Regions from separate parts of the Anser cygnoides genome. Here all the other regions are linked to region 3. Evidence: chromatin contacts called from public Hi-C data. All regions are on one chromosome and are shown on one strand. The core of a region is the stretch at or near the end of the contact, and the rest is flanking DNA. Distances in the headings are between cores, read along the strand shown. Region 1 holds the start of LOC106033411 (zinc finger protein 436-like). Region 2 overlaps SLX4 (SLX4 structure-specific endonuclease subunit). Region 3 holds the start of CREBBP (CREB binding protein).

What was found. A called contact is a pair of places that touch in the nucleus more often than the background predicts.
Region 1: a Hi-C map of liver shows a contact between it and region 3, with 5 times the contacts expected there. The contact joins the promoter of LOC106033411 here to the promoter of CREBBP in region 3. A contact is called at or near these places in 3 of 7 Hi-C or Micro-C datasets (granulosa cells and liver).
Region 2: a Hi-C map of liver shows a contact between it and region 3, with 4 times the contacts expected there. The contact joins the enhancer-like site here to the promoter of CREBBP in region 3. A contact is called at or near these places in 2 of 7 Hi-C or Micro-C datasets (granulosa cells and liver).

The regions. Positions count from the first base shown.
Region 1 is chr15:11,680,277-11,682,976 of Taihu_goose_T2T_genome, forward strand. It overlaps LOC106033411 (zinc finger protein 436-like), which reads right to left and starts at 1,337. Exons shown (of 2, transcript XM_013176864.3): 1 at 1,230-1,337. The coding sequence starts at 1,320. It overlaps HMOX2 (heme oxygenase 2), which reads right to left and starts at 1,325. Exons shown (of 6, transcript XM_048061132.2): 1 at 1,230-1,325.
Region 2 is chr15:11,701,654-11,704,353 of Taihu_goose_T2T_genome, forward strand. SLX4 (SLX4 structure-specific endonuclease subunit) reads right to left here. Exons shown (of 8, transcript XM_066977620.1): 8 at 581-753. Among named protein-coding and RNA genes, the nearest start is that of SLX4, 17 kb to the right of the region's middle. Within about 2 kb of position 1,303, at least 1 of the 3 cell types and tissues checked has open chromatin away from gene starts, as enhancers often do. A contact at or near this core is called in liver, where this site is marked.
Region 3 is chr15:11,847,532-11,850,231 of Taihu_goose_T2T_genome, forward strand. CREBBP (CREB binding protein) reads right to left here and starts at 1,351. Exons shown (of 30, transcript XM_066977615.1): 1 at 946-1,351. The coding sequence starts at 1,030.

The DNA of each region.
Region 1 (2,700 bases), core at 87-2,586, 170 kb before region 3:
GAGCTGGCATGGCCTTTGGAAAAAGTAGTCTCATCTCACAAACCACTTAGAGTTCTTCAGAGATAACACCAGTGTTAGCAAAAGGGAGATCAGGCATCCAAAAACATTCCTGAATGACATTTTTGCTTCACCAAAACTGATGAAGAAACTAAATTGCCATGGAAAAAGTGACCCAAAAGAAGGTACTAATGGAGCAAAGGGGGAAGTGGAGACGTCTGCTGATGAGTCTGTGTTATCCAGGGTTAAGGAAACAAAGGATGACTGTAAAGATCAGCTGTGGCGGAGCCTTGTGATAGTGACCAGTTAGGTGGCAGGGGAACAACAGGGGACATTCACTGCAGGTAAACAAAGAACTGCAGGGGAAGAAAGCCTCTATACCTTGCATTTATACGAGGATGAGCCTAGGGTGTTCTTGGTATCATTCAGGAATAGCATCTTGGCACTAGAAAACATTGATGAAAACCACAGCTGCTGGGCATGCAAAACAGCTAACCAAATATTAGCAACTGTTGGGAAAAGAATAGAGGGGAAAAATAGAGTGTCATTCTTCCCTGCTTCTCTGAATCCACAGTAAGTCCACATCCTGATTACATGCAAGGGGGAGGATGGATCCCCCACCTTACAAAAGCTCTAATAGCACTGAGAAAAATACATTGAAAAAAGAATGATCAAAGGCATGGCACAGCTTCTGTACTGGAGATGACTCATCTGTCCGTTCTGCTTGCAAAAGCTACAGTTGATAGGGGATATAACAGATGTCTGTAAAAGCACAAGTGGCCTGTGGAGGGGGTAGGGATCCATTCTGCCCCATTTGCTCTGAAAATAGAGTTACTGGCATCAAATGAACTACTAGAAGGCGGCTTCAAAGCAAACCAAAGGAGGTAGCTAACTAAGCTGTGGAATTCCTTCCTGTAAGCTGTCATGGATGCTAAAAATGCAAATAAATCCAGAAGGCAACAAAATACAAAGCGGGCTATGAGATACCAAGACATCTAGCTCAGGAGCTTGTGAAGACGCAGGCTGCTGAGGCCTGAGAAGGCACATGGACACAGCACCGCCTGTTTGCTCTTGCCTGTGTCCGGTGACAGCCGTTGTCGGGGCAGACAACGCTCGACAGACCATGGTGTGACCCAGTACGACCACTGCTGCACGTTCTGGCAGGATCCGGGGGGGTGCCAGAGCCGTTTTCCCCGGCGGCAGGCTCCCAGCCGGTCGCACCGGCCCCTTACCTGGACGGCTGCCATTCGGAGCTGCCTTCCCTTCGACCGCGCGCAGGCGGGAGGCCCGCAGCTCTTCCTCCCGGTCCGCGTGGGAGATCATGGCCGGCTCCGCTCCGGGGGGTCCTGCTCGGGGAGAAGAGGGGGGGCCGTCAGCCCGCCTCTGCCCTTTCTCGGGGCGCTCCGACGGGGAGGGGGGCCCACAACAACCCCCCGAGGAGCCCCCCCCCCCCCCCGGGCAGCCCCAGCTCCCCGCACCCCGCGGCCCCCCGCGGCCCCGCACCGCGGCCCCGGCCCCGCACGGCAGCAGCTCCCCGCAGCCGCTGTGTGCGGGGAACACGTGATGGCGACGGCCAATGGCGGGCGGCGCCCTCGCCTCTGAGGGAGGCGGAAAATGGCGGGCGGCGGCCCGCGGCCCTCCTGAGGCCCGGTGCCGGCCGGCGGCGGGAGGCGGCCGCTGAAGCCAGCTCCTGGCAGCGCGGAGGAGGCCCCCGGGCTGTGCCGGGCGGCCCCGGTGGGCGTTCGCCTCCTCCTTGCCCCCGGTCAGCTGCAATAAAAGGAGAATCCCGAGCAGAATGGCTGGTGGGGACAGCACCACAATGCGCGCCTCGGTGTCAGAAAGGCCCGCTTCTGTTACAGCATGGCTCTACAACACTAGTAGGGGTGCTGGTTCCCCTGACTTTTAGCTTTAACAACGCATTTTATAAGATCTTTTAAAAAAAACTTCAGGCATTGCCCAATAAGGAACCTACTTTCGTTCATTACTTAAATAGCATGGATATCTGCCTTAGTCAGAAGCACTGCTAATATATGTAATTGCCCAGAAAGCTCAAATGAGAGAAAATTACTGTGTTACAGAGAGCTTCATCCTGCTGACGTGCCCCAGCGGGGCACAGCCAGGCCTCCCTCAGCACCCCATGGGCAGGGTGCAGCGGTGCTGCGTGGACGATCCACCAAAGCCCCCAGGAACCCAACCAGCTCGGAGCTACCGAGGGCTCCGCAAACAGGAAAGCTCCTGGCAAACACAAAAGCCTGCTCTGCTCCTCAAAGTCTGACCTGAGCTTACTGGTAAGAAGTGTCAGGCACAGGAGATGTTGAGAGTCTAGCACAACTGCTCCAGAGGGGCCAACCAGCCACAGAAGCAACAAAGAAACCAAATTAATAACTGCAAGCTGATGGTAGGCCCCTGGCTGTCAGAGAGCAAGTGTGCAGCCCTGCCTAGGTACTGCATAGGAGATGGGAAAGATGCACTCTGGGTCAACCCTGCTATTTTTGTGAGACACTGTCTGGCTGTGGACACACAAGCAAGCTCCATCTTCTTTCCTGCTCATCTCCAGAGGGGGATAAGACATTGGCAAGTCAGATTTTTACCTCTCTGACCGGCATTTCCCCAGAAGTCTAATGTGCTTTACCTGCACAGGGGCCACTTGGCAACTCCTCCTCTTCAGAGCCCTTGAGATTGGTGACCAGCTGCCCATCTTCT
Region 2 (2,700 bases), core at 53-2,552, 150 kb before region 3:
TACAGATAAACTTCAGGTTTATGTACCAATGTACCAACATACAATCATCCCTCTTGCACTTCTCTTTCACCCAATAGTCTCAAGACGCAAAAAGACAGTGCACATAACAGAGCGTCCAAATAGCTGGTATGAACATTTTGGCCCAGTCATTAGACATGTCTGGGCTCCATCCTGGCAAAAAAAACCCAAACTTTTAATAACTTTAGGAGAATTTAAAAATAAAATTTATTATCTGCTATCTGGGAGTTCTCTTTGATGCTGGGATATATTAATCACTTTAGAAATGTCAGTTTCACTGTAACTAAAGTTTACGGCAGAAAAATGTCCTGTCCCCCCCAGTATCACCTCCTGGATCAACTTCAGCATCCTGGGGGTAATGTCATGGCTCTCCTAACTTAGTACAGCATAAATCTGGCTCTGTGTAGCTGAAGGGACTTAGGGACAGGGCTCACAAAGCTGCCAGAATTTACCTGATTGCTCTGCTGCTTGAATGTGGTCAACATCAAGGTTCCGCTGAGTAAGGGTAAGTCCTTCCTTGGCCAGCTCAACTAGGTTCTGCAGGTTCTGAACGTCCTTCTGGCTGTGAGATAAAAACTGCCCATCTTCTTCGGGGCCTGACTTGAATTCATCAGAAGTTTGGTCTCTGACCTTTATGCAAGTGGGATCATGAGAACTGAGGTCAGGCTGAATTTGCTGAGATAGTTCTGGTTGATCGGCTCCTACTGATGGCAGAACATTGTCTGGCTTATGATTCTGATCAAAAAGGGGGGAAAAAGATACCAATAAATTAGGTCTTGTTGTATGTATTTGCAGAGCTCAGAATACTGTCTCTAGTTCATACTTTCAAAACATCTAGTAAAGGATTGCAGAATGTTCCCTGGGCTTCTGAGGCAAAAGCTCTCTGTAGTTTTATGAAGGACTCTCCAAAGAAAAGACAGCTCTAAAGAGAAAAAGAAAAAAGGAAACTACAATAGAAAATGCAGAAAAGGTGGTTTCACCAGGAGCATGCCTGTGCAGGCAACTGGCAAGTAGGGAGAGAGGATAGTGGAACTGTTCCCACTCCAATATCTAAATATTTCATTAAAGCTGGGGCACCTGGCAACAGCTGCAACTGAAGCTGTCCAGGTGCTTCTGTTCAGAGATCTAAAACATTTTTGCAGTCACGTGTAACAAAAATCAACCTTTCACCTGTGAGCTGATGTTTTCCAGATTTGTTCTATTTCCCAATAAAAACAGTTTTGTTTGTTTATTTCTAAGTAGAAATAGAATTTTAGAAATAGAGATGTAGCCATTTTTTGGAATGGAAGGAATCAGATGGGAAAACACATTGTTGCCAGAACTTTAAAGGCCTTCTCACTTTTTATTTTTAAACTTTTCTGGCAGCTTTTTCTTTGACCAAAAGGTCAAAGATCTTCATAGAATGGAGCCTCTCTGCTACAGCCCTAGTTGGGGATAAGCCAATGAAAAGCTCTGGGATTTGACTACGGAAAAAGTATTAAACAAAGTACCTACATATGCACAGTAGTTTTTGAACAGAAGCACAAAACAATCCTTCCAGGAAGCAGTGAGGGAAGGAAGAGAAGTGATACCTGTCTTCTCAGAGAGCAAGTATGTAATAAGATGAGAGATTAAAAGACCTTTGTCTCCTTCTGTAGGAACTTTTAATAAAAAATACAGAGCACTGAAAGAGGCATGAAATCCAGATGAAAAACAGAACGAAACAGTGGAACTGAAAATAGGATCAAAGCTCATGTGCCAAGAGCCTGTGGGATGCACAGAGCAAGCCTGAAGTGCAAATACTTCACAACTGTGGGCATTCCCAGCTTCTCCTCTGTGAAAGGCAGAAGTATCAGTCTTCAGTTTAAACTTTTCACCCAATTCCTTGCTGTCTGAGTACAACACAGAATCATACCACATCCCAAGTCGGAAGGGACCCACAAGGATCACTGAGTCCAACTCCTGGCTCCACACAGGACCACCCAAAAATCAGACCGTGTCTGAGCACGTTGTCCAAACACTTCTTGAACTCCAGCAGGCTCGGTGCCGTGACCACTGCCCTGGGCAGCCTGTCCCAGTGCCCGACCACCCTCTGGGTGCAGAACCTTTCCCTAACACCCAGCCTGACCCTCCCCTGTCCCAGCTCCATGCCGTTCCCTCGGGTCCTGTCACTGTCCCCAGAGAGCAGAGCTCAGCGTCTACCCTCCGCTCCCCTCGTGAGGGAGCTGCAGGCGGCCATGAGGCCTCCCCTCGGCCTGCTCTGCTCTGGGCTGAACGAACCGAGGGACCTCAGCCACTCCTCACACGTCTTGCCCTCCAGACCCTTCACCATCTTCACTGCCCTTTTTTGGGCACTCTCTAACAGTTTTACGCCTTTCTCATATTGTGGTGCCCAAACCTGCACGCAGTGCTTGAGATGAGGCCACAATAATGCAAAGTGCAGGACGTGGGCAAGGCTCATGTCAGCATCGGAGAAAAGTGCCAAGATGGAACACGTGAGCCAGGCTGCTGTAAACACAGACAAGCTAGTGGAAAAATGACTGGGATGCAGACCCTTCACTCAGTACTGTTCCCACCCATTTTATTTTCTGAAAGGTCAAGGAATAGCACGGTAACATGAACCTTGGTCTCATCTCCAAAAGCAAGAAGTGAAAGTTCAAGATCATAAAACCTAACTGGGTAAGACAAGGGGACAGCAGTACA
Region 3 (2,700 bases), core at 101-2,600:
CCAAGCAAACTGAAAAAAAAAACCACAGAATTTATCAGCTCAATTATAGTAATATTTTTTTCCTATCCATAAAAACACAGCAGGCACACCACGATTAACTTATCGCCGACCCTTCGACGAGATTCAGGAATCTCTGAGAACAGAGGTGCAAGTCAAACACACTACACGATCCTATGAAGGCACTGCCTCGGCGATTAAAACGGAACGCTTCAAGACTTGAGTACACGCACACACGCGCTTATGCACACACGTGCGTACTCGCGACGGGCGCACGCTTGCTGGAAACGAGAAATTTTGCTGCGTTTTATCACCTACGAGCCCCCTCGGACAAGGGAAGCAGGGCGAAGACGCTACGCGACGCGGAGACGAGTCGCAGCTACCGCCGGGCTGCCGGGCATTTCATCACAACTTGAGCGCCTGAGCGGGTCTGCAGATTCTTTTTTTTTTTTTTTTTTTTTTAAATTTTAAATAGGGAAAGAGCTCGGAACAGGTCGAACCGAGCGCCTTAAACCCGTCTCACCGCACTCAGAGACGGGAGGGGGGGAATAGAAGGAGATGGGGGGGGAACAGAAGGAGAATAATACTAATACATATATTAAAAAAGCAGGATAGGGATGTGGCGTTGAGGGTGTTTTTTTTTTTTTTTTTTTCGCTCCGCAGCACAGCCCCGGAGACGCAGAGCGGGGTGGCAGCGGGGGGGGGGGGGGGTAGGCAGAAGGGGGGGGGTGAAGGAGAAGCATGGGGACCCCCGGGGAGAGGAGGGGACCCCCAGGGAAGGGTGGGGACCCCTCAGAGAAGGGGGGCGAGCGGGTGGGCCCGGCGACCGTTCGTCGCCGTACGGCGACGAACGGTCGCCGGGCCCGCCCGCCCGCTCGCCCCTGGAAGGTGGGGGAACCCCCAAAACACCCCCCCCACACCCCTCCCCGTCCCTCCCCGGGGTCTCACCTGTGCTGTCGCTCGCGGAGAAGCCCGGCGAGTTGAGCTTGGCTCGCTTGGGGTTGGGCGGCCCGTCGAGTAAGTTCTCCGCCATGGCAGCCGCCGCCGCCGCTCGGGGCCCGTCCCGAGGCGCTCCCGGAGGAGAAGAACGAAGGGGGATGGCGAACAACAGCGCCGCTCAGTGCCCGGCCGCCGGCGGCCCCCTCTCCCCCATACCCGGGGCCGCAGCAAGGCCGCAGGGAGGAGGGCTCGGGGCGGGCTCGGGGGGAAGAACCCAAGCGCCCCCTCCCTGCCGGCCTCGCTCCTCCCGGCCTCTCCCCCGCCCTGCCGCCGCCGAGGAGGTGCCCGGATGGCGGCTCCGGCAGTCACTCGGGGAGCATAGCGGGGCCTCCTCCCCCCCCCCCCCCCCCCCCCCGCCGCCCCTCCTCGGCCCTCCGCGATGCCGGGGGGGGCTCGGCCCCGGTTCCCGGTCCCCCGCCGCCCGCTCCCCGCCGCCCCCACCCGCGGCGAGCCGCGGACCCAAAACGGTGGGGGGGGGGGGGGGGGGGGGGGGGGGAGCTTGGAGGGGAAGGGAAGGGAGGGAAGAAAAGGGGAAGGAAGGGGGGAGGAAGGCGGGGGAGAGGAAAAAAAAAAGAAAAAAAGAGAAAATTGGAAAATTAGGAAAAAAAACGCCCCAAAACAATGAGCGCGCCGCGGTCGCCGCCGCCGCTCCCGGTCCCGCTGGCGGAGCCCGGCGGGCCCCGTCCGGCGCTGCCCCGCGGCCCCGAGCCCCGCTGCCCGTCGGCGGCGCCCGGCGCGGCTGCCCCGTGTCCCGGCGGGCGGCCCCGCTGCCCCGGCCCGGCCCGGCCCGGCCCCGCTCCGCTCGCGCCGCGCTCCGGCTCCGCGACAAGATGGCGGCTGTTGATTCCTCAATTAAAAAAAAAAGTTTTTTTTTCTCTTCTCTTTTCCAGAGACCATGGGGGCGGGGACGGGGCGGCGCCTGCGCGCTGCGTCACCGCGCACCGGGCACGCCCCCCCGCCGCCCCCGCCGCCGCCGCCGCCGCCGGAAAGGCGCGAGCGGCGCCGGAAAGAGCGGAGTTCGTCCTCAGTTGCTCCGCGGCGTCCTGGGGTGGGGGGGCGGGTGGTGGAGTGTGGCGGCCGCTATCGGCTTGCCCTTCGACGCCCCCGTGGTGCACGCTCGCCGCGCCCCCCCTCGGTCCCCCTCAGCCGCCTCTTCCGTGTGCCGTACCAGTCGTTCACCTCAGCCTCCCCCGCTGGCCTCGGCCGGGCACCTCGCAGCACCCCCTATTGCCCCCTCACAGTGTGCCGCCTCACAGCGTGTCCTGTCGGTGTGCCCCCTCCATGTATCCCCTCAAAGCACGTCCCTCAGTGTGGCACCTCACACCATGTCCCCTCACAGTGTGCCCCTTCACAGCTTGCCCCCTCACAGTCCCCTCGGTGTGCCCCCTCCATGTATCCCCTCACAGCATGTCCCCTCACAGTGTGCCCCCTCACAGTCCCCTCAGTGTGCCCCCTCCATGTATCCCCTCACAGCATGTCCCCTCACAGTGTCTCCCCTCACAGCATGTCCCCTCACAGTGTCCCCCCTCACAGTTCCCTCACAGTGTCTCCCCTCACGGCCCCCTCACTGTGCCCCCTCACAGCGTGTTCCCTCACAGTGTCTCCCCCTCAGTCCCCTCAGCATCCCCCCGCATTCCCCCCTCTCACTGTCCCCTCCCAGCCTCACCACAGATTCCCCTTCTCAACGTCCCACTGCGTCACCTC